Linked DNA regions of Mus musculus: regions 1, 2, 3, 4, 6 and 7 are each linked to region 5. The links are chromatin contacts, called in public HiChIP or PLAC-seq maps. All regions are on one chromosome and are shown on one strand. The core of a region is the stretch at or near the end of the contact, and the rest is flanking DNA. Distances in the headings are between cores, read along the strand shown. Region 1 has its middle 69 kb from the start of Gm30113. Region 2 has its middle 56 kb from the start of Gm22521. Region 3 has its middle 75 kb from the start of Gm22521. Region 4 has its middle 30 kb from the start of Gm38563. Region 5 holds the start of Myc (myelocytomatosis oncogene). Region 6 has its middle 24 kb from the start of Gm30113. Region 7 has its middle 34 kb from the start of Gm30113.

Region 1 (3,205 bases), core at 311-2,810, 900 kb before region 5:
AGTGATAAAACTACTATACTGGGCAAACTTGGCAGTCCTAAACCCACATCTACTCTAACAAGTCTGAATGGTGCATGAGTAACAACAGCATGAGAAAGAGTGCCCTGACAGCACAAGTTCTAGATAAGACACAGATTTATACAGACATCATTGTTATAGATTCCCATTTACAACTTCACATTAACTCATATAAAAATAACTTGACCCTACACAAAATGTCCTTTTAGCAACATTCAAAGTAATTAACTGTTACAATTTTCAAAGTGGCAGAGGTATTGAAGCAATTAAAAAAAAAAAGGAACCAAATAAAACGCATTCATCTTTAGGTGACTGAATGTTAAGAAATCTGTGTGCATAGTTACTAAGTTTTTATGAACTGCTGTGTCCTGTTAATGCATATTGCCCTGTGACTCCAGTATATCTCACCTGTACTGACCAAACCTAAATAAACATTTTTATTACGGAAAAAAAAAAAGGAATATCTTTGAGGAATCCAGTGTGTAAGAGGCATGAGGTATTTTCTCCATTGAAAGTAGAAATCTCAAAGTTCTGAAAGCTTCTGTATATCCAATCTTCAAGGAGAGGCTTTCTGGTATTTCCTTTTCAGGACTAGGAGAGGGAAGGAAAAAAACACCCTGCTGATATAACACAGGACATGTTGAAAGAAGATATGGCTATATGTTAACAAAGTTTCTAGATCAGATAAGTGTACATTAGTTTTTGGAACAAGCCTAAAAGCTCTCTTACTCACCTACCAGATGTGTTAAGATATATGAAGAGGTGGGTGTTCCTTGAGGTTTATAAATAAATGTGGGAAGTTTGTAGTACAAGAACTGGGTTTTAATTACAGCAACAGATCATAAGGAGCCAGATGACACCTGTGCCCACAAGCAACAAGAATGCAATTTAGCTAGAATAGACAAACCCCCTCAAAACCACACACGCAGGTAATGGCAGGTTTAAGGCCATACAGGATAATGCAGTGTTGGTGCCTGAGCACCAAGAGATGCTATTTTTTACTCAGAAAAATGGTACTGTGACAATAAGGGAGAGCAAGACCAGTTGGTACGTCTTAAGGAACTTCTTTTATGTAACCTCAGGAAGCCATGCCCTTGTTCTTGAGAAAGTGCCACAATTCAGTTCACAGCTGACAGAAAATAAACGGAAGACTCTGCCATCACCATATAAGGCTATTGATAAGAAACCACCTGACTTCGCAGGTTTTGCAGCTATGTCTAAATCACCTTGACTTTCACAAAACAAGAGCATACAATGGCAGAGACTGTTAAGGTAACCTGGGACTCAGTAGTTTCTCTTCAGAAGTCTTTTATTAGAGTTCATTGAACCTAAGAGGAAGTGAGTTATGTATGAGGTGGGATAATGCTGACCTCTTGGCTATGTGTCCATGGGTCAGTCACTGCTGTGGGGTCTTCATTCCACATTTTTAGGTAGAAGGTGAGGAAGAAACTTATAGAAGGTCTGTTCAGGATGTGTGTAGTCCTGTGACACTCTCATATAGGGCCCTAAGGGGAGACTCTCTCCTCAGTCACTTTGCTATCTGTGGCAAAGTTGACTGGGTGTGTCAGCCTGAGGACCATTTATCACACTCTGAGCTTCAGGCCAGGAAGCATAAGAGGGCTCATATTCTTTTGTGGCATTCTGACACATTCACCTATTAATTATGAGAATTAAATCAGCCTCAGATAGGTAAGGATTGTGTGATCTGTAATTTTGGGGTTCTAGTATTTAGATACATGAAATTAGAAACATACAGGTGACACAGAGAGGCAAAGTCTCTGGAGAGGAAGGACAACTAACAGAAGGAGCAGGGAGAGGGAGAACAGAGAGGAATGGGAGTTAGAGGCTCCGAAGTGCTTTGTGTGTTTGTATGACAAATGCAATCTTATGTAATGAAAAAAAAAATCAGCTGCTTTCTTTATTTGCATAGAAGCCAAATTTGCTGACCCAGTCTCTCATCTATATTTTTAGTGAGTCTTGATACTTGACTCTTATGTCAAAGCAGAGAAGGGTCTTTTAAGAAGAAAGGCTGAATGCCTCTATTACTATTATTACTAATTATTAATAATAATAATTTATTTTTTTACATCCCAAATGTTATTCCCCTCCCGGTTCCCCCTTCTAGAGTTCTTTCTTCCATTTCCCCTTCACTTCTGAGAGGGTGTCCTGCCTCAGGCATCCACCTGCCCTGAGGTATCAAGTCTCTGCAGGATTAGATGCATCCTTACCCATTGAGGGCTAACAAGGCAGCCCTCCGCTACATATGTGCCAGGGCTCTCAGATAAGCCTGGGTGTGCTATTTGATTGGTGGCTCAGTCTCGGGAAGCTCAGAGACTGAGGGTTCAGGTTAGTTAACACTATTGGTCTTCCTGTGGAGTTGCTATCACCTTCAATTGCTTCTTTCCTTCCCGTAACTCTTCCATAGGGGTCTCCTTAAACCAATTCTTTTATGTGTTCTTCCGACATTATTCTTTTACAAAATTGTGCTGCCTGTTTTAGGTCCTCTGATTGTCAGTATTAATTTTGTATGACTGTGTATATACTTGCTTGAATTTGGAATTTGACTGAGACCATTGATGTATCAATCCATCAGTACAGTGGCTTCCACCAAGCTTATGTCTCTTTTAGTTGCCGCTCAATGTTAATTTTTAACTTTTAGAGTACAGGGGTTGCATATCTGACTTTACACAACTTGTCCTAAAATATTCCATGCTTTCATGCTACCATAAAATATAGGTGCAATTTAAATCTCAGGTATTGGTTACTAGTATTCATTGCACAAGTTGCTATGCCATATTGAACTCTTGGTTTGTTAACTTACCAGTCTGATACTTTTGTTCTTATAACTCTTTGTGTATATTCATTAGAATTTCTCTGGACATTTTTGACTTTTGCATGGAGTACAATTGTTTATTTATTTTCTTTTTTTTTTAACTTTTTGTATTTGTTCAACTTTTTTCTGCATTTTTCAAAAAGTACAAGGCAGCCCTGTAATTTGTAGCTTTTCATGTTTGGCTTCTTTAACATTTTTTAATATATTTTTATTACGTATTTTCCTCAATTACATTTCCAATGCTATCCCAAAAGTCCCCCATACCCTCCCCCCCCCACTTCCCTACCCACCCATTCCCATTTTTTTGGCCCTGGTGTTCCCCTGTACTGTGGCATATAAAGTTTGTGTGTCCAA
Region 2 (3,551 bases), core at 546-3,045, 860 kb before region 5:
TCCCTATACCCTCCCCCCGCCCTGCTACCCTACCCACCCACTCCCACTTCTTGGCCCTGGCGTTCCCCTGTACTGGGGCATGTAAAGTTTGCAAGACCAAGGGGCCTCTCTTTCCAGTGATGGCCGACTAGGCCATCTTCTGCTACATATTCTATGAAAAACTGCTTGGTATCAGGGACTACCCGTGACATCTACCAGAAGTTGGCACATCTTATTCCGTTTTGTTATACAGTATCTATATGCAGGGACTACTTAAAACATGATTTGTTTTATGTTGCTTGATAAAATGAATGAAAGAAATTTGACTCTGACCTAGTTAAATGTAAAGAAAACAATGGGACCCACATGGATAGCTGTCTGATATTTCTAATTCTTAGTTAGCAAGCAAGAAGGAAATGGGTGAGGGAGAAAGGAACTGATAGAAACAGAAGGAGAACAAACTCAGTGATGTATCACCAAACCAGCCACTGCTTTTTTTAAAAAATTATATATTTTCTTTATTTACATTTCAAATGTTATCCCCTTTCCTAGTTTCCCCTCAGAAAAATCCCCTATCCCCTTCCTGCTCCCCCTACTCCCCAGTCCACCCACTCCCATTCCTGGTCCTGACATTCCCATATACTGGGGCCTAGAGCCTTCACAGAACCAAGGACCTCTCCTCCCATTGATAACCGACTAGGCCATCCTCTGCTACATATGCAGCTGGAGCCATGAGTCCCACCATGTGTTTTCTTTGATTGGTGGTATAGTTCCAAGGAGCTCTGAAGGTACTGGTTAGTTCATATTGATCTTCCTCCTATGGGGCTTCAGTCCCCTTCAGCACCCTGGGTATTTCTCTGGCTCCTTCATTGGAGACCTTGTGCACCGTCCAATGGATGACTGTGAACATCCACTTCTGTATTTGCCAGGCACTGGCAGAGCCTTGCAGGAGACAGCTATATCAGGCTCCTATCAGCAGGCTCTTGCTGGCATCTGCCTAGCAGCCACTGCTTTGTAACAAATATAACTGACTTCAAAGAGTCTATTGACTAATGCTGTGTTTTAGAACTGTTTGTACATATAGGAAGGGAAAATAAAAGTCACATTACTTGTGGCATAGTCCAGCCTCTTGTGTGTCATTGGCCAAAAGCTACTTGTTCAGGTATGATGGCTGTTTTTCTTTTTCCTTTTTTTCTTTTTTAGTTTTTATTGAGTCTTTGTGAGTTTTGCAACATCCATCCCAAACTACTCATCTCTCTGTCCCTCTAAAGCCACCCTCCTCCTTTGCAACCTCTCTAAATAATAATAATAATAATAATAATAATAATAATAATAATAATAATAATAAACAAAAACCACATTGCTATAGAATCTGTGGTGTGTCAAACCCTTTTGCCCAAATAGCTTTACTTGCAAATGTTCATTACAGTGAGTCATTGTTCTGATTCAAAGCCTCTGGTTTCAGAAACTCTATCATTACTGGATCTTCATGTGAATTCCTCTCAAATATCCTGTTGTTTTACTGTGCCATGGAGATCCTGTAGCTTTGGTTCTGTAGTACTGGCCCCTTCATGAGCTCTAGCACTTCAAAGATGAGTAAATGCTAGGGTTAGGCCAACTGAAGTGCTGAACTTAGACCTGGTTGGTGGCACCATGCCAGCTCTCCTACTTTGCTCAAGTGAAGGACAGGGCCAGCTCTCCTGCTTGTGGCAACTGGCAAGGGGTAAGATTGGCTCTCCAGTGCTCATGGCATCTAGGTCAGATTTCCCACACTCACACCACCAAGGCCAGCTCTCCAGCTCTATCCCAGCTAGAGGTCAAGCCAGCTCTCCCACTTTCATGCCCTCAAAGCTGGCTCTCCTTTACCCAAGTCACTAGTTCCAACTCTACTACACTCTCCAGGCAAGGTGCCAAGAGACATATTTCTTAATTGTTTCTATCAGGATCCTTGAGGCTAGGGCTTAGGGACAAAAGCCACCTTTTTTAAGTCAGAGCACTACCTAGAGTCACTTATGCATTAACTACGGTTTGATCTCATACCTTGTTGGGTCCTTGCCAGTCAGAAAGCAAGATCAGTAGCCTCCGTTGTTGCTAAGGTATGAAGAAAGGTAAAAAAAAGCAATAGTGCATGACTTAGGGCAGTGTATAATTAAAATTCACTATGCTACAGGAAATGTCCTTTCTGTCACCAAAGCCCATAACATTTCTTAGACACAGTAACTCAAATTCTTATGTTGATCTTACTTCCTTTCATTGTCACAGAGTATAGATAATTGACCTGATTTTTGTTTTTGTTTAGTTGTTGCTATTGTGTGTTAACCCTGTCTCTTTGCTTACACTTTTCTCAATGACATGCCTTTAAGTCAGGAATTGCTAGTAGGCATCTTGACCAACACTGGAGTAGACTACAAATGACCCTGGAATGCTATGTAAGAAATATTTTAGAGTTAGGTGTAATGAAATCCTCTAGTTATTGATTTAGGTTTTCATCCTTTCTCATAGGACAGTATCAATGGCACACGCACACGCACACCCACACCCACACCCACACAAATACCCACACGCACACACACACAAAATAGGACGTTTCTTTAGATTTCCTATCAAATCCTCATAATATTTATCTCTGATAGTTTGCAGTTAGCCAGTTAGAGGTGAAAACTCTTCACAAGTTTAAATATTAGGAAGTGAAAACATTACCATGATTTAAAAAGTTATGATTCTTGATCCATAGTCTTTACAGTTTTTCCAGTAGTGAATAGAAGTGCCAGAGGTTTTTACGGTGTTCTATTGGGAGAGAACATACTATTGACAGCCATTTTGTACAATAATGTCATTATTCACTTTTTAATGAAATCTTCAGTAAAAACGTTAAAGCATTTTTCCCAAGGAAATTCCCATGTCAACCATAAAAATACAGTCAAATTAAGCAGTAATAGTCTTTTAGCTCAACTATTTAATTTGTAATATGAAGAGATCTATTTAAAGTTATACTTCAGGGTCAAAGATTTGAGGTATGTCCTCATAGTCCTTGGTTAAAACAGTTTGGAAAATAATGACATAGACTATGGTATATAGTTTTAAAATTAGTGGCAGTCAATGTAGATAGATTCTCAATGAATTTTGAAGCTAGAGCAAATATAATTTATTATTTGATCAAAAGTATATTAAAATAGAAACATTCAAGCTTTGGCCTAGGCAATTAAATAACTGAATAAAACTTAAGAAACTAGAGGAGATATGATGCCAAGTAGAAATACTTAATGATTAGTTTTGCTTCTATAAAATACTATATTCTAGTAGCAAAGTGTGATTGTGTGCGTGTTTTTGTCGGGATGTAAGGAATAAGGTTCAGATAAGTACTAAAGGTAATCTTGAAGGAATTTAAGCTTACTGTCCTTGAATAAGTTTCTTACCTGTATGTAGTATAAAAATATTATTTTTTGCACCAGGCTTTGACAGAAAGATTCTCACACAGAAAATGAATGACTTAATGACTCCCAAAATGCTTACAGAGACCTGAAATAAGATCTTGAAAGTCTGAAATGACAGTGGTAGCGAAAGGTTTAAAA
Region 3 (3,465 bases), core at 595-3,094, 880 kb before region 5:
CCAGGGCCGAAAAGTGGGAATGGGTGGGTAGGGGAGTGGGGGGGAGGGTATGGGGGACTTTTGGGATAGCATTGGAAATGTAATTGAGGAAAATACGTAATAAAAAAAATATTTAAATTAAAAAAAAAAGAAAAAGAAAACAAACAAACAAACAAAAAAACCAGTGTAAATTGATGATCCTACCCTGCTAGAGTTCAGAAGTGCATTATTCTTATTGGACCAAATTAGGGATGACTAGAACTTGGTCTCTGTCTCATTGCTTACATTATATAGGTTTTTGTTCTAGTCTCATTTGGTTCCTGTGGCAAACACTGTGACCAAAAGCAAATTATTTCTTTCATTTGACTTACACTTCCACATCATATTTCACCAGTGGAAAAAAAAAGTCAACTCAGAAACTCAAGCAAGAATTTGAATCCGAAATTATGGAGTAATGTTTCTTGCTAACTTACTCAAAGACTCATGCTTAACTAGCTTTCTTATACAGATCAAGACTATCTTACCAAGGAATGATGATGTCTGCAGTAGACTGTGCCTTTGTAGAGTAATTAATAGTCAAGACAATCCCCCACAGATATGCCAAAGGCCAATCTGACCTGGCCAACACTTAACTGAGACTCCCTTTTTAGGTAACACCAGGCTGTGTGAATTTCATAATTAAATTTAGATCACCTTCCTTTTCAATACATTTACTTTCCCTTTGCTGGTTTTTGATTTTATAACTGAAAAATTATGAACTTCACTTGTCAATTTCTGACCTTCTTGCTAGGAATTATAGACTTCTTGAGAAACTCCATATATGTTTGTAGATTGATGTAACTTTCCTACTTTTCCCTCTCTTAGTCACAGAGTTTACATGTGCAACATGTCATATTTGGATACCTGATAACTTTAAAAATACATTAATTTAAAAAATATCTGTAGAGGACTAGGGAGATGGCTCAGTGGTTATGGGCACAAGCTGATCTTTCAGAAATCCAAGGTTCAATTTCTGGTACCCGCCTATTAGCTCACAACTGTAACTTCAGTTCTAGGGTATCTCCAATGCCCTCTTCTGGTTACAACTTTCTTTATTGCAACTCTACTGAGATTTGAGTTTTTTTTTTATGAGCTTATGTGTATGAGTGTTGACTTGCATGTATATTTATGCACCAGGTGTGTACCTGATGCCTTCATTAGCTACTTACTCTTCTTCTTGTGTTGCTTACATTTCGAGCTCATAAAGACACTTTATTTTCTGGTTTATTGCATATATTGCTTTTTGGTCTTATCATAGTAATTCGCTCTTCTATACAATAATTCCTCTATAAAATAATTCTGAGTTCAGAATAGGTAGTATAGCTATTAATGTCTGCTGTGACTCTCATGAGAAGTTCATATAATTGTGACTTTCTGTTATTAATTTATAGCTTAATTTTTTCAATTCCAGTGACTACCCTGTGTAATTAAAATCTGCCTTTTTTTTTGAGACTAGGTCTATGGCCTGTGATATAGTTGATTTTTAGTAAAGGCATATTTGCTGTTTAAAAACATCTTTGTTGCTCAGTGCACTGGGGTCTGTATTTTACAATGAACTTAAATGATCTACTTTTTGCTTCTTCTGTCTGTGATTGCTTCCCTTCTTGAAGAATATCTTTACTTTCACTTTTGCACACTTTTGATACCCCAATATCAGCCACCCCTCCTTCCAGTACCCCTCACACAGTTCCTCCCTTATCCACCCTCCCTTTCTCCTTTGAGAATGGGGAACCACCATATATATCACCCCATCCGTACTCATCAGGTCACTGCAGGACTAGATGTATCCTCTCCCCCTGAGGACAGACCTATTGGACCAGTTAGGGGAACAGATCCACAGGCAAGCAACAGATTCAGACACAGCCACTGATTCATTTGTTGAAGGACCTTCATAAAGACCAAGCTGCACATCTACTACATATGTGCAAGGGGGCTTAGGTCAAGCCCATGGTTGCTCTTTGGTTGGTAGTCCAGTCTCTGGAAGCCCCTAATAGTCCATGTTAGTTGCCTGTGTTGGCCTTCCTGTGTAGTCCATATCCTCTTCATGTTCCTCAATCCTCCCAATTCTTCTTCAAGACTCTCTGATCTCTATCTAATGTTTGGCTATGGGTCTCTGCATTTGTTTCAGTCCCCTGCTGCATAGAGCCTTTCAGAGAACAGTCATGTTAGGTTCCTGTTTGCAAGCATAAGAGACTATCATTCATACATAGTGTCAGGAACTGGTTCTTGCCCATGGGATGGGTATTAATTTGGCCCAGTCATTGGTTGGCCATTTCCTCAGTCTATTCTCCATCTTTGTCCCTTGCATAGCTTATAGGCAGGACTTATATTGAGATGAAGGTTTTGTGGGAGTGTTTTTTGTTGTCTTTACCCCTCCATTGGGAGTCCTGCCTGGCTAGAGGAGATGGTTACTTCAGGCTCCAAATCCCCCATTGCTAGGGGTCTTAGCTACAGTCACCCTCATAGATGTGCTTACCACTTTTCCTTCCTGATCTCATGTCTCTGTCTTAGAGATGACTGCCCCCTGCACCCACCTCTGAGTTTTGTTCTTTCTCCATTGTTCTCCCTGAACCCCCACGCTACTCTCCTTCTCATCTCCTCCCCCAACCCTGTTCCCTTCTTCCATCCACCTCTAATATCTATTTTATTTCCTCTTTTGAGAAAGATTCAAGCTCCCTTTCTTGGCTCTTCCTTGTTATTTGGTTTCTTTGGTTTTTTGGATTAGAGTATGTTTATCCTGTACTTTCAGGCTGGTATCCACTTATAAGTGAATACATATAAGTGAAGATATATATGTATGTCTTTTTGTGTCTGGATTACATTACTCAAGATGATATTTTCTAGTTCCAACTATTTCCCTGCAAAATTCATGATATCCTTGATTTTAATAGCTGAGTAGTCTTCATTGTGTAAATGAACTATGTTTTCTTTATCATTCTTCAGTTGAGGGACATCTGAGTTGTTTCTATTTTTTGGTATTAGGAATAATGAGGCTATGAACACCATTTGTTGAAGATGCTCTCCCCTTTCTATTGTATAGTTTTGGTATGCTCTCCCTTTCCTATTGTATAGGATTGGTTTCTTTGTCAAAAATCAAGTGTCCGTAGGTATGTGGGTTTAGTTTAGCATCTTCAATTCAATTTCATTGATCAACCTGTCTGGTTATATACTAGTATCATGCAGTTTTTATTACTCTTGCTCTGTAGTACAGCATGAGGTCATGATACCTCCAGAAGATCTTTAGTTGTTTGGGAATGTTTTTAGCTGTCCCAGATTTTTTATTTTCCATATGAATTTGAGAATTATTCTTTCAAAATCTGTAATGTAGTGTGTTAAAATTTTGATGGGAATTGCATTGAATCTGTAGATTGCTTTTGGTAAGGCGGCCATTTTCACTATGTTAATCCTACTGATTCATGAGCATGGGAAGTTTTCTATATTCTGATA
Region 4 (3,172 bases), core at 42-2,541, 860 kb after region 5:
GTGCTATTCAGCATAGTAGTTTATGTTACTTTCTTTTGGCTGATCAATTCAATTATATGTTTCAAGGCCCCCAGAATTATCCCAAGCAACAATCTAAGCCAATATTAACAAATATTTCCCATTAAAATGCAGATGGTAAGTATTTGAAGATGTTTCAGTTGTATGGTCTATGTTGCAACTCTGCCATTTTTGCACACATACAACATAAGAAAATACATAAATGAATTGCTGGACTTTTTTTCCCATAAAACTTTATTTATAAAACAGATCATGGGCCAGAGTTAGGGCTTGCAATTTCTGACAACAGATCTGCCTTTCCAGAAAGTCGATGAACTTTTGAGGTGCCTTTCTTTGGAGAAGTTTGGTTTCTGAACAGTAAGGCACAAGGGAACCTGACACGGAAATTCAATCCTTCCTTCTTAAGCCTCTGCAGCTGGAAGTTGTCCAGCTTGGCTGAGAATTGGTGCTAGCCAGTAGACTTGACATAAAATAAATTACTTCTATAGGCAAAACTGACTCCCTCAGGGGTACTGGCTCCCCAGGAGAATCCATTTGCCCTTGGAGGAAAGCTCAATGATTTCTACTGCTTCTACCTGAGTGTATCTAAAGTTCTTAGTGATCTAAAAGGAAGAAAAATCAGTGACTTGGACTAAAATACTTGAAAAACAGTAGACCCACTGCAGGAAGACATGAGGCCTGGTTCTCGCCGTGCTGTCAACTCCCTGCCTCAGATGGTTTTAAATGACTGAGGGTGAGTTTTTCCACCCAGGAACCAAGGAAATCTGGGATTTCCCTGAGTGTTGTTTGTGTTTCCGTCTGTATCAGAACCATCAAACTTGCTCTTCCAAATTTGACTCTCTAGATCTTCACCAGAACAAGGCAAATGCCTGATGCTAATTTCAGTTGGACTGAGGTCCATGTGTTGAGGGCCATGGCTAGGTATCTTAAAAATGGGAAATGCTTTAAGACCCCTGAATGAGAGAGATTATCCAGAGCACAACTCGCAGTGGGACCCTGTGGCTATGATGACTTTTGCTCATAGCTCCTTGCTCTAGAGGAAATGTAGCAAATGATGACACAGAATTCATTAGAGCTCTGCAGAACTTCAGAAAGGGTAAACAGCCTCACCTATACCTCAACTTGGAGAAATGATGTATTGGCTTAGGCCCATGTTATTTAACAATCTGTAAAGGGAAAATATCATAACTCCACACCCTTTTCCTCAGGCTAAACTATGAATTTGGAATTCTTCCCACATGCCTTTCCAGGGAGGTGGCTACAGCTGATGGGAAACCTCCTGCCTGCAGCAACAGGCCTGCAAGCTGAATCATTGTATCATGAAACCTGCACAGTGCACAGTTCCTCTAGGCTCAGCTGAGTAGCTGAGAGAAATCTCTCTCTCTCTCTCTCTCTCTCTCTCTCTCTCTCTCTCTCTCTCTGTGTGTGTGTGTGTGTGTGTGTATGAGTAGACTATATGTGTGTCCAGTATCTTAGTTGTGTACCTATGTTGTGAGTGCTATGTTTGCATATTGTATATATCTGTGGAAGTATGTCTTGTGGTTGTGATTCATCGATGTGTGTATTGAATGGTGTTTGTTCATATGTATATAGTGTGTATGATATATGTGGTGCTTTTGTCTATAGTATGTGTATGTGGGTGTTCAGAAGATACACAATGCATAGTATATATGGAAAATGTGGTCTGGTGAACATCATGTGTTGTGGGAGGTATGTGTGTATATGAGACGTGTATGTAAGTGGTAAGAGGCTATGGCATGTGTGTGTATGTGCATCTGTTTGGAGAGGTGAGTGTGAAGGGAATTATTAGGCAAGAAAGTTAGAATCTATAACTCTAACAGTTCCTACTAGATGTCAGCCTCAGACTAAGTGCTGAAAGTGGAGAGTTGGTTCTACTGAAAGCCTTCTGAGATCAGGGGCAAAACTATTCACTTTCTCTCCACCACTTCCATACCAGCTTCTCCAAAATAGACATCGTGATTATTCCAAATTTATAGCCACTGAAGACTAAGGCTATGGTGGCTACCTATGGAGCCATGTAACAAAAATGTCAAAAAAATTGAACTCAGTCAGCCCACTTCCATTCATTCAGTTAAAGCATTATAACCACAGCTAATAACTTTTGTTTGGAGGTTTCCATGCATCATGAGGCCTACACAGATGGTCATGTATGTTGTATTAAGTCTGAATGACCAAGTAAAGTAAGGGAATAGTAGAAGCTTGAACCTTGAACACATTTGCTCCAAGATGCATGCTCTAAGCGTTCTGTGACTTTGTTTCTAAGTGAAAGACAAACATGAGACAAGTGACAACAGACATGATAGGTATATGAGGTTTAGCAGAAGGGAATTCTGGTAGCATTCTCAGGGAGGTGGGGAACAAGCCCTGGAGATCCCCATTATGTCGGCACATCTGAGAATGTGACTCTGGGAGAAATAACAGGGTCAGTATCCCGGTTTCCAGACAAAGTGAAAGTCTGGGGATTTTAGCCCATACCTGTGTGATTTGTCCTAGTTTGGGTAGGGAGCAGTGGTCTCTTCCTTTTACCTCTTTTTTGATTATAAACTCCTTTGATTGGATGTGAAAGGCCACCAGTCATGTCAACAGTCTCTTGAAGTGTCTTTCTTCCCAAAGCTAAAGAATGGTTGATGTTAGACAAGTCATACAGAGAACAGTACGAAATCAAAGGAGGCCTGTGTGTGCAAACCCACTGTTTTCTAGAGAGCAAGGCACTGGGGGCATTAGCTACAGACTTTGTCATTCATATGGTGCTGGGTTAGGCAATCCTGTTTTAAGTCTTCCCAAAATAACTGGAGAACATTAAATTAACCTGTGATGATCACTGGGTGTTAGATCTGGGCAGCTTCACTTCCCGCTCAGGTTTCTGAACATTAAGGACTGGAACCAGGAACCTATGGTTTGCTGAGCTGTGTTTGTTATGAAAAATAAAATAGAGAGAACAAAAATATATATAAATGACAGTAACCAAGATTAAGAAATATGTACAGAATACACAGAGGAAGGCAGCCAACAGACCTTTTTCTGTGTATGTGTGTATATGCCTGTATGTCTATGTCTTCAACCACATCCAACTAGTGAATTCCCAGGGCTTGGAGCCTGTCACCTGCCCAGGCAGGTCACTCCTAAAGCTTAG
Region 5 (3,490 bases), core at 777-3,276:
TGTGTGTGTGTGTGTGTGTGTGTGTGTGGTTGGGGGGGAGGCATGCACTCTTTTACTCCCTACTATCAGTGACGCTCGTCGGACTAGCAGCTGCTCCGAGTCCCCGCCTCCTTCGAGCAGGGACTTAGCCCTGCAGACGCCCAGGAATCGCCATCGGCCTTGGCTTCAGAGGCTGAGGGAGGCGACTGTAGGGAATACAGTCTGCTAAGAGCCGAGGCGCAAAGTTTTGCGCCACCTGAAGGAGAAAGGCGAGAGGCGCCGCGTCGCTCGGCCCCCTCCCGTGTGCCGGCTCTCTGCGCCGCCGACCGGGTCCGAGTCCCTATTCGCGCCGTCGCCGCGCTCCTACCCAGCCGGCGCCGCCGCCCCTCTCCGCCCTCCTCTTTCTCCACCCCCAGCGCGCCCCCTTCCTTCCTTTGCCGGCTTTTCTTTCCGATTGCTGACTTGGAGGAGAGAGCTCAGTCTCCGGCTATCACAAGCCTCTCGAAATAAAAGGGGAGGGGGTGTCAAATAATAAGAGACACCTCCCTTCTACACTCTAAACCGCGACGCCACTGCACCAGAGACCCTGCAGCGATTCAGCACTGGGTGCAGGGCGTCTTCCCTCTCCCCGCCGAGGGTAGCAGCTGTTACGGAACCGCTCAGATCACGACTCACCGCAGTCTTCCTAGCAATTCAGGGGCGCGAGGGATACCCGCGGATCCCAAGTAGGAATGTGAGGATTCCCTCTGGTTTCCCCCAAGTCAACGAATCGGTCACATCCCTGTCCCAATTTTGCTTCTCCTCACTGCGCTAGCCCAACATCAAGTCCTAGTGCCGCGGGGGTCAGGCTTAAATTTTACTACGATCACTATTTTTAAAGCCAAAATAGCAACTTCTTAAAAGGCTCAGGGACGGGTTGCGATCGCCGCCGGGGATTGGCGGGCGGGACGCACCTCCGTGTCGGTCCCAGGCTGTCAGAAATGCACCAAGCTGAAATTTAAATGCCCTCTCAGAGACTGGTAAGTCAGAAGCTACGGAGCCTTCTCGCTCCCAAACGCAAAAGGTAATCCCTTCTCCAAAGACCTCAGGATTCCAAGGGCTTTCTTTGGCCACCACGAAGCGACCTCCCGGTTTGACCCCTCAAAGGACACATATCAATTAATGTAGCAAAGCAAGAATGTCCAACCGGCCGGGTCAGCGTCAGCCCATAGTAACCTCGGGAACCCCGCTTCAAAATGCATCCCGGTTTTTCCCTTCCCCTTTCCTCTGTCATCTTGACAAGTCGCTCTACCCCGACTCAGATCTACCCCAGCCTACCCCAACTACTCTTGAGAAAAGTGTCAAAAGCACAGGAATGGAAGAAAGACTGTCCTAACCGGCCGCTACATTCAAGACGCAGAAAGAACACAGGGAAAGACCACCAGATCTGTGCTTACCGGGGTTTCCAACGCCCAAAGGAAATCCAGCCTTCAAACAGCTCGAGGAGCTCTTTTCAGGAGAGCTGATCGCGGGCAGAGGCAGAGAACACTGTCCCCAAATAGACAAAAATTCCCTCCCCGGAGCCTGGGGAGTCCTGTCCTGGCTCGCAGATTGTAAGTTCCAGTGAGAAGTGTCTGCCCGCTGCAATGGGCAAAGTTTCCCAGCGGCGGCGAGGGTTGCGGCCGCTGATGTTGGGTCAGTCGCAGGGTTGGGGAGAGTGGGCGGCAGGCTCGGAGGCAAAGCCCCTCTCACTCCAGAGCTGCCTTCTTAGGTCGCCCCGGAGCGCGGCTCTGCACACACGGCTCTTCCAACCGTCCGCTCACTCCCTCTGTCTCTCGCTGGAATTACTACAGCGAGTCAGAAAAAAACGCCCGAAAAGCTTCTTTTATACTGCGACTCAGGATCCCTCCCCTCCCTTCTTTTTCCCGCCAAGCGTCGGCGAAGCCCTGCCCTTCAGGAGGCAGGAGGGGAGCTGAGTGAGGCGAGTCGGACCCGGCAGCTGAGAGCAGCGCAGCCCAGGGGTCCTCGGCCGCGCAGACCCCCGGAATATAAAGGGCGGGTGGGCGGGGATTAGCCAGAGAATCTCTCTTTCTCCCTTCCCCACCTCTCTCTATTTTTTTTTCCTCCTCTCGCTTCCCCGCCCTCTGCTTTGGGAACTCGGGAGGGGGGCTAGTGGGGAGCCGGGGAAAGAGGAGGAGGAGCCTCAGCCCCGCAGCCCAGTACTCCGGCTCCGGGGTGTAAACAGTAATAGCGCAGCATGAATTAACTGCGCGCCCGACCATTTTCTCTTGCTCGCGCGCTAGTCCTTTCCCTTTCTGTACGGTTGTTCGGGCGCAGCGCTCGGCTGAACTGTGTTCTTGCCCTGCGTATATCAGTCACCGCAGGTGGAACAGCTGCCTCGCTCCACACAATACGCCATGTACCCTGGACCGCGTCACGCACGTCCCGGGCGGCCAGGCGTCTCTCTAAGGCTGGGGAAAACAGAATTTAGAAAGGGGGAAGGACGAACGAATGAGTTATCTAGGAGCCCCCGCTCAGTGTGTGGAGTGATAGAGGGTGATCAACCGCAGATGAGGTCTATGCAGGAAAAACGATGTCTGGAATTTTATTAAAATTGCTCAGCAACTCACTGCCACGTATACTTGGAGAGCCACTTAGGGATAAACAGCCACTCCATCTCGCGGGGAAGGCATTGTGTATTTTGCCTTTGGTCGTACAGTTATGTTGACTGGGCACATTCTTTCCAGAACGACCCCCCCCCCCAATTTGCTGCCAAAAGGCAGATTCCCCCCCCCCCCCACACACACACTCCAGCACCTCCGGTTCGGACTTCCACCCGGCGGGTGGTGTGGAGGCGGCTCTTTCCCCTGTAGGTCTCCCTGCGCAGTCCAGTAAAGTGGCGGCGGGTGCGCTCTACCCGGCTCCTCCGGGAGGAGTCTCTGCCGGTCTACACCCCATACACCTCCACACAGTTCCAGGGCCACAGTCGGTTTTCACAAGAGGCAAATCCTCTTTGCCCCTGTGGAGCCAGTTTGCAGCAGACTCTGGTTTAGGAGCTGGGGTGGGGAAAATCAAGGCGCTAGACGCGAGAATATGCCATGAATTGGGGGGTTGGGGAAAACCCGGACTTCCCAGAAAGGGGGAGGAGTGAATTGCCAACCCAGATCTGGGGAGCCTGCAGAGACCCTAGAATAAAGAAAACCGTTAACCCCTTCCTCCCAGGACAAACCCAAGCTTTCCCCTTTTATTACTGGAATCGTAATTATGCACTTAAAAAAAAAAGTCGGCCCTGATCAGATCAAAGTAACGTTACATTTTTGCCTTCGTATGTGTGTGTTAAGCTAATTAAAAGCTGATTTTAATTTATACATTAATTTCCCAGTTTCCTTTTTCCTGAATACTACGCTGTGCATTCTGTACAATCCCCAAACGTATACATACACACTTTATATATACACGATAATCTAGCTTATTAACCAACCAGAAACATGAGTCTTTTGCTCTGTGCATTGGTTCTAGATTTATTATATAA
Region 6 (3,135 bases), core at 10-2,509, 990 kb before region 5:
ACTAGTTCCTTTAGTGCAGTTACCTGATCAAGTAGATAGTAGCCATTTACCATTTCTTTAGACAGTCACATGCTCATAAAAGTTATGCAAACTGCTCCCTTCTCAGGAATTCACATCACCAAGTCTAGAATTCAAAACCAATTCACAGGCTTTCCAGAACCCACTTGTAGTCTAATGTTCTTTATGCTAAGGGACAAAAGAAATTGTCTCTGGCAGACTCAATTAATTATAAATGGACTTCACCTGGTATGTAAAATAATTGGAACAGAAAAGAAAAAAAAAACCCTCTAGTACATACCACACACACTAAATATGGTTTGGTAAAACACACTTAAATATACATTTGTTCCTATGTCCAGAATATAAACCAAACATAGATTTTGTACTATAGGTCTTAGGCAAGACATTTGAAAACTGCTACCCTGTATTCTGCAGACAGAATCAGTCCAAACTTAGGCCCAAGAGTTGTGTTGGATCCTTTCTGCCTGAATAAATTGCTTCCTGATGCATCCCCTTTTAGCAGTAAACATTCCTATCTCCTAATCCTAATCAAATTGCAGAAGAATTCCTTCCTCAAAGGGTGTTTATCAGTACCTGGATTCCTCCCACCCACTTTGTCTTTTATCTCTGCCTCTTTATGCCTATTGGTATTGGAGCAGCCAGGAAAAAAATGAACACCCAATGGGCCTGTATGGCTTTGAGCTTCATGGAATGGAAAATTGCTTTATTTGAGATGATTTCTCTTATTTTTACATCTACCAGATTTCTCTATTTAACAGTCTAGTCTAAGCTCTAAGATCTTTGGAAAGGAGATGCTAAGAAACACAACAATAGCAGCAAATAGTCAGGAGAAAACATAAGAGACTTGGCATTGTGGTAATATGTAAGTATATCGAGGTCTTCCTGTATTCCATTAATCATATGCTCAGTCTCTAAAAGGTTCAAATATTCAAATAAGATCTCTGTGAAGAGAAACTTAGTAGTTTATTAAGTATGTTTTGGGTAAAGGATATATGAGTTTAATTTGTTCACATGGTTACAGTCCCACAAAATGTTAAAAACTAATAGCTGTTGTTTGGTCCATGGACAAGATGCCTGGGCTATTAGCTGGAGAAAAGGACACCAGAGAAGAAATGAGAGATGTTCACTCCCTTTTCCTGACCAAGCCAGGCCAACATAGCATGCTGTACTGTTTATGATGTCTGTGATGTTTATGAGGTCCACATGCTCTTCATTTTCACATGCTTAGTCAGAAAGGAATCAGTTTAGAAGGCTGATCATGCTTCAGTGCATGGCCACACACACACACATGAAGACATGTACAGTACTCACTGGATACAGTGGCTCTTAAAAGAGAAATGAGTCCATGACGTTCAGAGAGGGATGTAGTATATGTGTTGGATCCAGTAGGACTTGGAGAGAAAGAGTAGAGGGTGGATATGGTAGAAACCCATATTCGTGTATGAAATTCTTGAAGAGTTTATTTACCATTTTAAAGTGATCTTAGATGTTAAGAGAATCCAGTTGAACAGGGCGCTAGATGACAAAACTATAAAGTCTTCCTGTTCAAGTCTCAGGTTCTTCTTTATCTTAAACTGTAGACGGACTGAGTCTACACAACTTAATAGTGCAGCACTTGCCTTACATGCATAAGATGCTGAGTCGAATTCCCAGTACTGTAAAATAATCACCAAAACGAAAAATCCAACTTAAAAATAGTAAGTTCTTAATCGGTCAGCTTATGTAACAAACTGATCTAAATAAAAGATGTGATCTCCCTCTCAGGTTCCATTGCAACTCTTCCCTGCTTTAAGCATGCGCCCTTTCATTCTCTCTATCTTGAATATACTTTTCTTAGTTCAGGTCCTATTAAAAGATCTTAATCGCTGGTGGCAACAGAGCAAGCCCAAGATAACTAACTGTGAGAAGAAGTCTACCACTCTTGATGTTAAACATGGAAGGGATAGGTTTAAAGACTTGAGTAAGCCTCTATAAGCTGGGAGAAAAGCTTTACTGAGAGTAAAGAAAAAGAGCCCTCAATCTGACAGTCACCAAGGTTTCAGTTCTTCCAGGAATGAGGTTGGAAGGAGAACCTAAGGTCCACATGGTGAGATGACACCTCTCTGCCTTCTGAGACACTGTGCAGAGAGTCTAGTTATGTTACCTAGGATTTCTTACCTGCAGTCCAGTGAGATTCTGAACAGGTGCTGTTTTGACTTGCTAAGATCAGGGTTTTTTGTCTTTTGTTTTTTGTTTTTTGTTTTTTGTTTTTTGTTTTTTGTTTTTGTTTTTCATGGCAAGAGACAACAGATAGCCCTACCTCATAGGTATAGCCTTTTTCCTCTGGGCACCGGATTCCAGTTGTTTTAAGGAAACATGTACAATTGCTGAACAATTAAGAAAATACTAAATTGTAGCAAAGTTTGCTAACTCCATGTGCTTGTTCTTTCTAAAGGTGACACCTTAAAACATGTGAGTTAATTAGTAAAGGAAACCCTGGACCATGTCTATATCCCTAATCACTTGCCACTCTACCAAGATACCTGGGTGTTGCCTTTAAAGATCCAGAAGTTACTCATGTGAAGATTTGTGCATTGTCTCCTAACTCACCTATCACAAACAGTTAAAACAATAATCATTTATAGAACCTAAATCTTGATAAAGTATTTGGTAATCATTATGTTACTTGCTCACAAACCTCAAAGATAACATTTTAGCTCTCTGAATTAGAAACTGGATGTTATTTCCTAAGGCTGAACAAGTAAACCTAAAACATGAACTAGATGTTTTCACCCAGATATTATTTGTTATATTGTGTTATATTATCACAGGATGATAAACATGAGAATATCTTACTGAGATGTATGTGTTTTTATATGAAGAGAGAGAAAGCAAATGGGGTCAAGGTTATAGGGCTAAATGAATTTCAATTTTGGGTCACACTGAATCCCTGTGTGACCACTGAACATTAGTGGGGTCTTGGCTCCAGTCAGTGCTCAGTACATAGTGGGAATTATGTGACTATCTGTTGAGTAAGTGATGCATTGAAGTCAAATATGCTCATCTGGATGGAATTTAGGCAGGTATAAGACTTGAACCTGCTACAGAGGTATTAACAAATACACTCAGTGGGCA
Region 7 (3,198 bases), core at 17-2,516, 940 kb before region 5:
GAGGTGGAATTTCAGGGTTGTTTTGATTTGCATTTCCCTGATGATTAAGGATGTTGAACATTTTTTCAGGTGCTTCTCTGCCATTCAGTATTCCTCAGGTGAGAATTCTTTGTTTAGCTCTGAGCCCCATTTTTTAATGGGGCAGAGCTAAGGTTTTAGTGATATAAAATAGTATAATGAAAGAAAAGGCAATCAAGCAAACAAATATTATATATATATATATATATATGTGTGTGTGTGTGTGTGTGTACATATTCATACATGTACATACATATATATATTGTGTGTGTGTGTATGTGTGTGTAATGTGTCAAAAGCATATAAAACATGTTCATATGTAGTTATATGTAGCTCTATTCCAGGATATTTTGTGAGAATAAGTCCCTAACTTCAAAATCTGGGGCTGCCAGACAGCAAATAAACATAAACAATTGAAAACTATCTGATGGCTTATTTTTTTCAAAGATAAAAATAATGATTTGTTCATGTTAGATAGTTCATAAATTTGTATAACCATTTTCTGTGGCAGAACAAAGATAATGCTCCTGATCGGTATCTGAATATTTTTTGTGCTATGATTGAATCCACCAGGCTCCTGGTTTCCGGTGTTATCCATCAGCACTGATTTTCACTGTTATCCAGGATATGGAACGCAATAAAGCTGTGTCATTTGTAAATCTCAGTCTTTGTAGCATGCATGCTATTGCCATTCCTACTTAGGATCCACCAGAGAGAAGGCACAAATGAATAGAACTAATTGAGAACAAGCTAGGAAATGGTGCCTTGCTATGTGCTTTGGAAAGTGTAGAGATGAGTTTTGGTCAACAGCTTGCAAACTGGCAAACCCTCACACGTAATATTAAGAACTCAAATCTAGATTGGAATTGGACTTGCTTATATTTCTAGGCATATGTGTTTGAGTAGACAATTGCTGAAATCCTACATCTCCTGTGATATTAACAGAATGTGCATTATAGGGTTGTTGTAATGATTAAATAAGAGAACACTTTTAATATTTTTGTTATTGCTTGGCTAAAAGTAGAACGTGCTAAATAAAGAGCAATCACTACTATCATTATTCTCATGCTATTACTGCCAGATCCCACATCAGATGTTAGAGGATAGTGGATCTCAATAAATGTCTATTGAGCTGAGCTAAACTAAGCTTTGCAGTCATTCCTAAGGTCAGTCATACCCTTATAAGGAAATCCAAGGAGAATCAGTCTGGTCCATGCTTGCCCAGATGCTAACATGCTCACAGTCTGCTGTTCTTTGTGCTTCTTCTCCTGTGTGCTGAGTTCATTTGTGAGACTGATTTATAGCTCCTTCAGGGACATGCTCACACTAATTTAGGACTAAAACAAAATTCTAGAACTGAACTGAAGTCAGGCGGTCTAATTAAGTGCCTCTCATTTCTTTTCTCTAGACTTCAGTGACTCATGGCTAAATACTTTCAGAGGCATAGTCTTTGCTGTTTGCCCAGAAATCAGGGTGGCAGAGCAGGAGATGTATCTAATAGACAGTGGCTCTCCTGCTTCATGCATAAGGCACCTAAATAGTCACATGACTTAGAGACCTCATGAACTTCAAAAGGCAACACCGAGTCCTGTAACTCCAAGCCAGAATGCTATGTGCACTTATTTTCCTTCTCTTCATCAAGGGCACTGAGTAAAACACATTATTTCCAGGATTAGCATTAGTCATTGAGAAAGTCAGTGTGTCCAGTGCTTTCACAGGGCTGCTATCACAAGGGCCTCTATCACAAGGGCTAGCTCAATCATTACAATCTGAGTCTACAGCTCATATCTTCTTCATGGGGTTCCTTGAAACTTCTTATTTTTCAGTTGTTCAAAGAGCGAACTGATGGTCAAGTTTTGAGGTGAGATGGGGAGAGATTAGACCAAACCTACCTTTCTTCAGTGAAGTCACTAAATAAGAGCATCCAGGATCTGCTTTGGCTTTCTTCAGTTCGTCACACTCCGTGACTCTGAGCAATTCCTTGCTTTATTCTATCACCAGCAGTTTATTTTTCTCTTCTTCTTGGCAAGGATGGGAATGATATAGATCAGTCTATCTTCCTTTCATCGTTTCTCATCCCATCTCTTTGTGTAAGTGTTTTTACCATTTTTCATATTACACACACACACACACACACACACACACACACACACAAACTCAATACATTCTCAGTACAAACAATTTATATCTACTTCCCCAACTAAGAAGACAGCTGGAGATGTAGTGGCTTCTATTTCTTCTTTTTAAATATCTTTCCTAGCTTCAACTTCCCTGTAGCTTGAACATCCTGTCAGAGAGAGAGAGAGAGAGAGAGAGAGAGAGAGAGAGAGAGAGAGAGAGAGAGATTGATTGTGTCAAAGGTTCATTTTGGAAACCAAGCATATCCTGCTTCTCAGAGTCAGATCTGTTATTGAGTTGAGTGTGTGATGCCTACTGTAGGTCACATTCATGGTAACCATAGTGAGAAGGTCATGGTATGTTCAAAAACACAAAACTCTCAGGTCAGATCATGACTATACATTTATGAACCATTGATCTTGGGGCAAATCATCACCTTTTGGAGCCTCCTGCATGCTCTCATCTTTGAAGTGTGGCTCATAATAATTACTCTGCAGGCTGCTTGTGCAGATGGAATGTGTTACTGTGTGGAAAAGTCCCTGCAGATTGCATAAGTGGTCTATAAATAGCCAGTGTATGTTGGAGTCAAACAGTAGGAAAAGCAGCTCACATCAGTAACACCAAAGGATCAAGGAGAAGAAGGGGAAGTGAATAGTCTCTGTGTAGAGAATTTTCTGTCCTATTCCTAAGGTGCTATAAGCTATAGATTTTTTACCTTGGATGTCCAGCTCAAACCATCTCTACTGGTTGCTTTGTAGAAAATTTGTGAGAAGAGAGAACTTACTAAAAGGACTACAGAAAAGGAAAGGAGGAGACTTGAAGGAAGGTGGTACAACTTTCATCATACTATAAAATATTTCACCCATAGTAACCTGAGCCAAAAGTTGTCTCAGTTATAATTCTGAGGCAGTGTATGGAATGGAGAGGGTCAGTATTACAGTTATGAGTTGCATGGTACTACAGAGAGAGAGAGAGAGGGAGAGAGAGAGAGAGAGAGAGAGAGAGAGAGAGAGAGAGAGAGAGAGAATGAATGAATAAATGAATATGAATGATAATGAGAAT

What was found. HiChIP or PLAC-seq counts read pairs in DNA pulled down with a chosen protein or histone mark.
Region 1: a contact with region 5 is called in an H3K4me3 HiChIP or PLAC-seq map of the SCID.adh cell line, with 16 read pairs. The contact joins the enhancer-like site here to the promoter of Myc in region 5. A contact is called at or near these places in 2 of 39 promoter capture datasets (HPC-7-derived erythroid cells and embryonic stem cells), 7 of 484 Hi-C or Micro-C datasets (the HPC-7 cell line, the P5424 cell line, adipose-derived mesenchymal stem cells and 4 more), 23 of 115 datasets of contacts at active chromatin or transcription factors (the NIH/3T3 cell line, the SCID.adh cell line, SST interneurons and 19 more) and 1 of 9 other capture datasets (macrophages).
Region 2: an H3K4me3 HiChIP or PLAC-seq map of the SCID.adh cell line shows a contact between it and region 5, with 21 read pairs. The contact joins the enhancer-like site here to the promoter of Myc in region 5. A contact is called at or near these places in 3 of 39 promoter capture datasets (the 3T3-L1 cell line, hippocampal neurons and pre-B cells), 15 of 115 datasets of contacts at active chromatin or transcription factors (the 230-238 cell line, CD8 T cells, the NIH/3T3 cell line and 11 more) and 2 of 9 other capture datasets (embryonic stem cells and pancreatic islet).
Region 3: an H3K4me3 HiChIP or PLAC-seq map of the SCID.adh cell line shows a contact between it and region 5, with 16 read pairs. The contact joins the enhancer-like site here to the promoter of Myc in region 5. A contact is called at or near these places in 3 of 39 promoter capture datasets (HPC-7-derived erythroid cells, embryonic stem cells and hematopoietic stem and progenitor cells), 2 of 15 datasets of contacts at CTCF or cohesin (the NIH/3T3 cell line and pro-B cells), 4 of 484 Hi-C or Micro-C datasets (the HPC-7 cell line, adipose-derived mesenchymal stem cells, bone marrow-derived macrophages and 1 more), 21 of 115 datasets of contacts at active chromatin or transcription factors (the NIH/3T3 cell line, the SCID.adh cell line, SST interneurons and 17 more) and 3 of 9 other capture datasets (embryonic stem cells, liver and macrophages).
Region 4: a contact with region 5 is called in a CTCF HiChIP or PLAC-seq map of the NIH/3T3 cell line, with 8 read pairs. The contact joins the enhancer-like site here to the promoter of Myc in region 5. A contact is called at or near these places in 6 of 39 promoter capture datasets (the HPC-7 cell line, HPC-7-derived erythroid cells, cranial neural crest and 4 more), 3 of 15 datasets of contacts at CTCF or cohesin (the NIH/3T3 cell line and large pre-B cells), 2 of 484 Hi-C or Micro-C datasets (embryonic fibroblasts and myocytes) and 12 of 115 datasets of contacts at active chromatin or transcription factors (T-cell acute lymphoblastic leukemia, embryonic basal ganglia, embryonic forebrain and 9 more).
Region 6: a contact with region 5 is called in an H3K4me3 HiChIP or PLAC-seq map of the SCID.adh cell line, with 9 read pairs. The contact joins the enhancer-like site here to the promoter of Myc in region 5. A contact is called at or near these places in 8 of 39 promoter capture datasets (cranial neural crest, embryonic stem cells, frontonasal cranial neural crest and 3 more), 2 of 15 datasets of contacts at CTCF or cohesin (the NIH/3T3 cell line and large pre-B cells), 8 of 484 Hi-C or Micro-C datasets (the N1E-115 cell line, cranial neural crest, embryonic fibroblasts and 1 more), 24 of 115 datasets of contacts at active chromatin or transcription factors (the 230-238 cell line, the NIH/3T3 cell line, the SCID.adh cell line and 18 more) and 4 of 9 other capture datasets (adipose tissue, embryonic stem cells, liver and 1 more).
Region 7: a contact with region 5 is called in an H3K4me3 HiChIP or PLAC-seq map of the SCID.adh cell line, with 16 read pairs. The contact joins the enhancer-like site here to the promoter of Myc in region 5. A contact is called at or near these places in 11 of 39 promoter capture datasets (the 3T3-L1 cell line, the HPC-7 cell line, cranial neural crest and 6 more), 1 of 15 datasets of contacts at CTCF or cohesin (large pre-B cells), 8 of 484 Hi-C or Micro-C datasets (the CH12 cell line, bone marrow-derived macrophages, cardiomyocytes and 4 more), 21 of 115 datasets of contacts at active chromatin or transcription factors (the NIH/3T3 cell line, the SCID.adh cell line, acute myeloid leukemia and 18 more) and 1 of 9 other capture datasets (macrophages).

Annotation. Positions count from the first base shown.
Region 1 is chr15:62,883,451-62,886,655 of GRCm38.p6, reverse strand. No RefSeq gene overlaps it. Among named protein-coding and RNA genes, the nearest start is that of Gm30113, 69 kb to the left of the region's middle. Within about 2 kb of position 1,560, at least 14 of the 459 cell types and tissues checked have an H3K27ac peak or open chromatin away from gene starts, as enhancers often do. A contact at or near this core is called in the P5424 cell line, the SCID.adh cell line, T-cell acute lymphoblastic leukemia and 1 more, where this site is marked.
Region 2 is chr15:62,847,730-62,851,280 of GRCm38.p6, reverse strand. No RefSeq gene overlaps it. Among named protein-coding and RNA genes, the nearest start is that of Gm22521, 56 kb to the right of the region's middle. Within about 2 kb of position 1,795, at least 4 of the 459 cell types and tissues checked have an H3K27ac peak or open chromatin away from gene starts, as enhancers often do. A contact at or near this core is called in the SCID.adh cell line, where this site is marked.
Region 3 is chr15:62,866,465-62,869,929 of GRCm38.p6, reverse strand. No RefSeq gene overlaps it. Among named protein-coding and RNA genes, the nearest start is that of Gm22521, 75 kb to the right of the region's middle. Within about 2 kb of position 1,844, at least 1 of the 459 cell types and tissues checked has an H3K27ac peak or open chromatin away from gene starts, as enhancers often do. A contact at or near this core is called in the SCID.adh cell line, where this site is marked.
Region 4 is chr15:61,125,445-61,128,616 of GRCm38.p6, reverse strand. No RefSeq gene overlaps it. Among named protein-coding and RNA genes, the nearest start is that of Gm38563, 30 kb to the left of the region's middle. Within about 2 kb of position 1,291, at least 30 of the 459 cell types and tissues checked have an H3K27ac peak or open chromatin away from gene starts, as enhancers often do. A contact at or near this core is called in the NIH/3T3 cell line, embryonic fibroblasts, myocytes and 1 more, where this site is marked.
Region 5 is chr15:61,983,877-61,987,366 of GRCm38.p6, reverse strand. It overlaps Myc (myelocytomatosis oncogene), which reads right to left and starts at 2,026. Exons shown (of 3, transcript NM_001177352.1): 1 at 1,416-2,026.
Region 6 is chr15:62,976,640-62,979,774 of GRCm38.p6, reverse strand. No RefSeq gene overlaps it. Among named protein-coding and RNA genes, the nearest start is that of Gm30113, 24 kb to the right of the region's middle. Within about 2 kb of position 1,259, at least 3 of the 459 cell types and tissues checked have an H3K27ac peak or open chromatin away from gene starts, as enhancers often do. A contact at or near this core is called in the SCID.adh cell line, where this site is marked.
Region 7 is chr15:62,918,944-62,922,141 of GRCm38.p6, reverse strand. No RefSeq gene overlaps it. Among named protein-coding and RNA genes, the nearest start is that of Gm30113, 34 kb to the left of the region's middle. Within about 2 kb of position 1,266, at least 29 of the 459 cell types and tissues checked have an H3K27ac peak or open chromatin away from gene starts, as enhancers often do. A contact at or near this core is called in the NIH/3T3 cell line, the SCID.adh cell line and uterus, where this site is marked.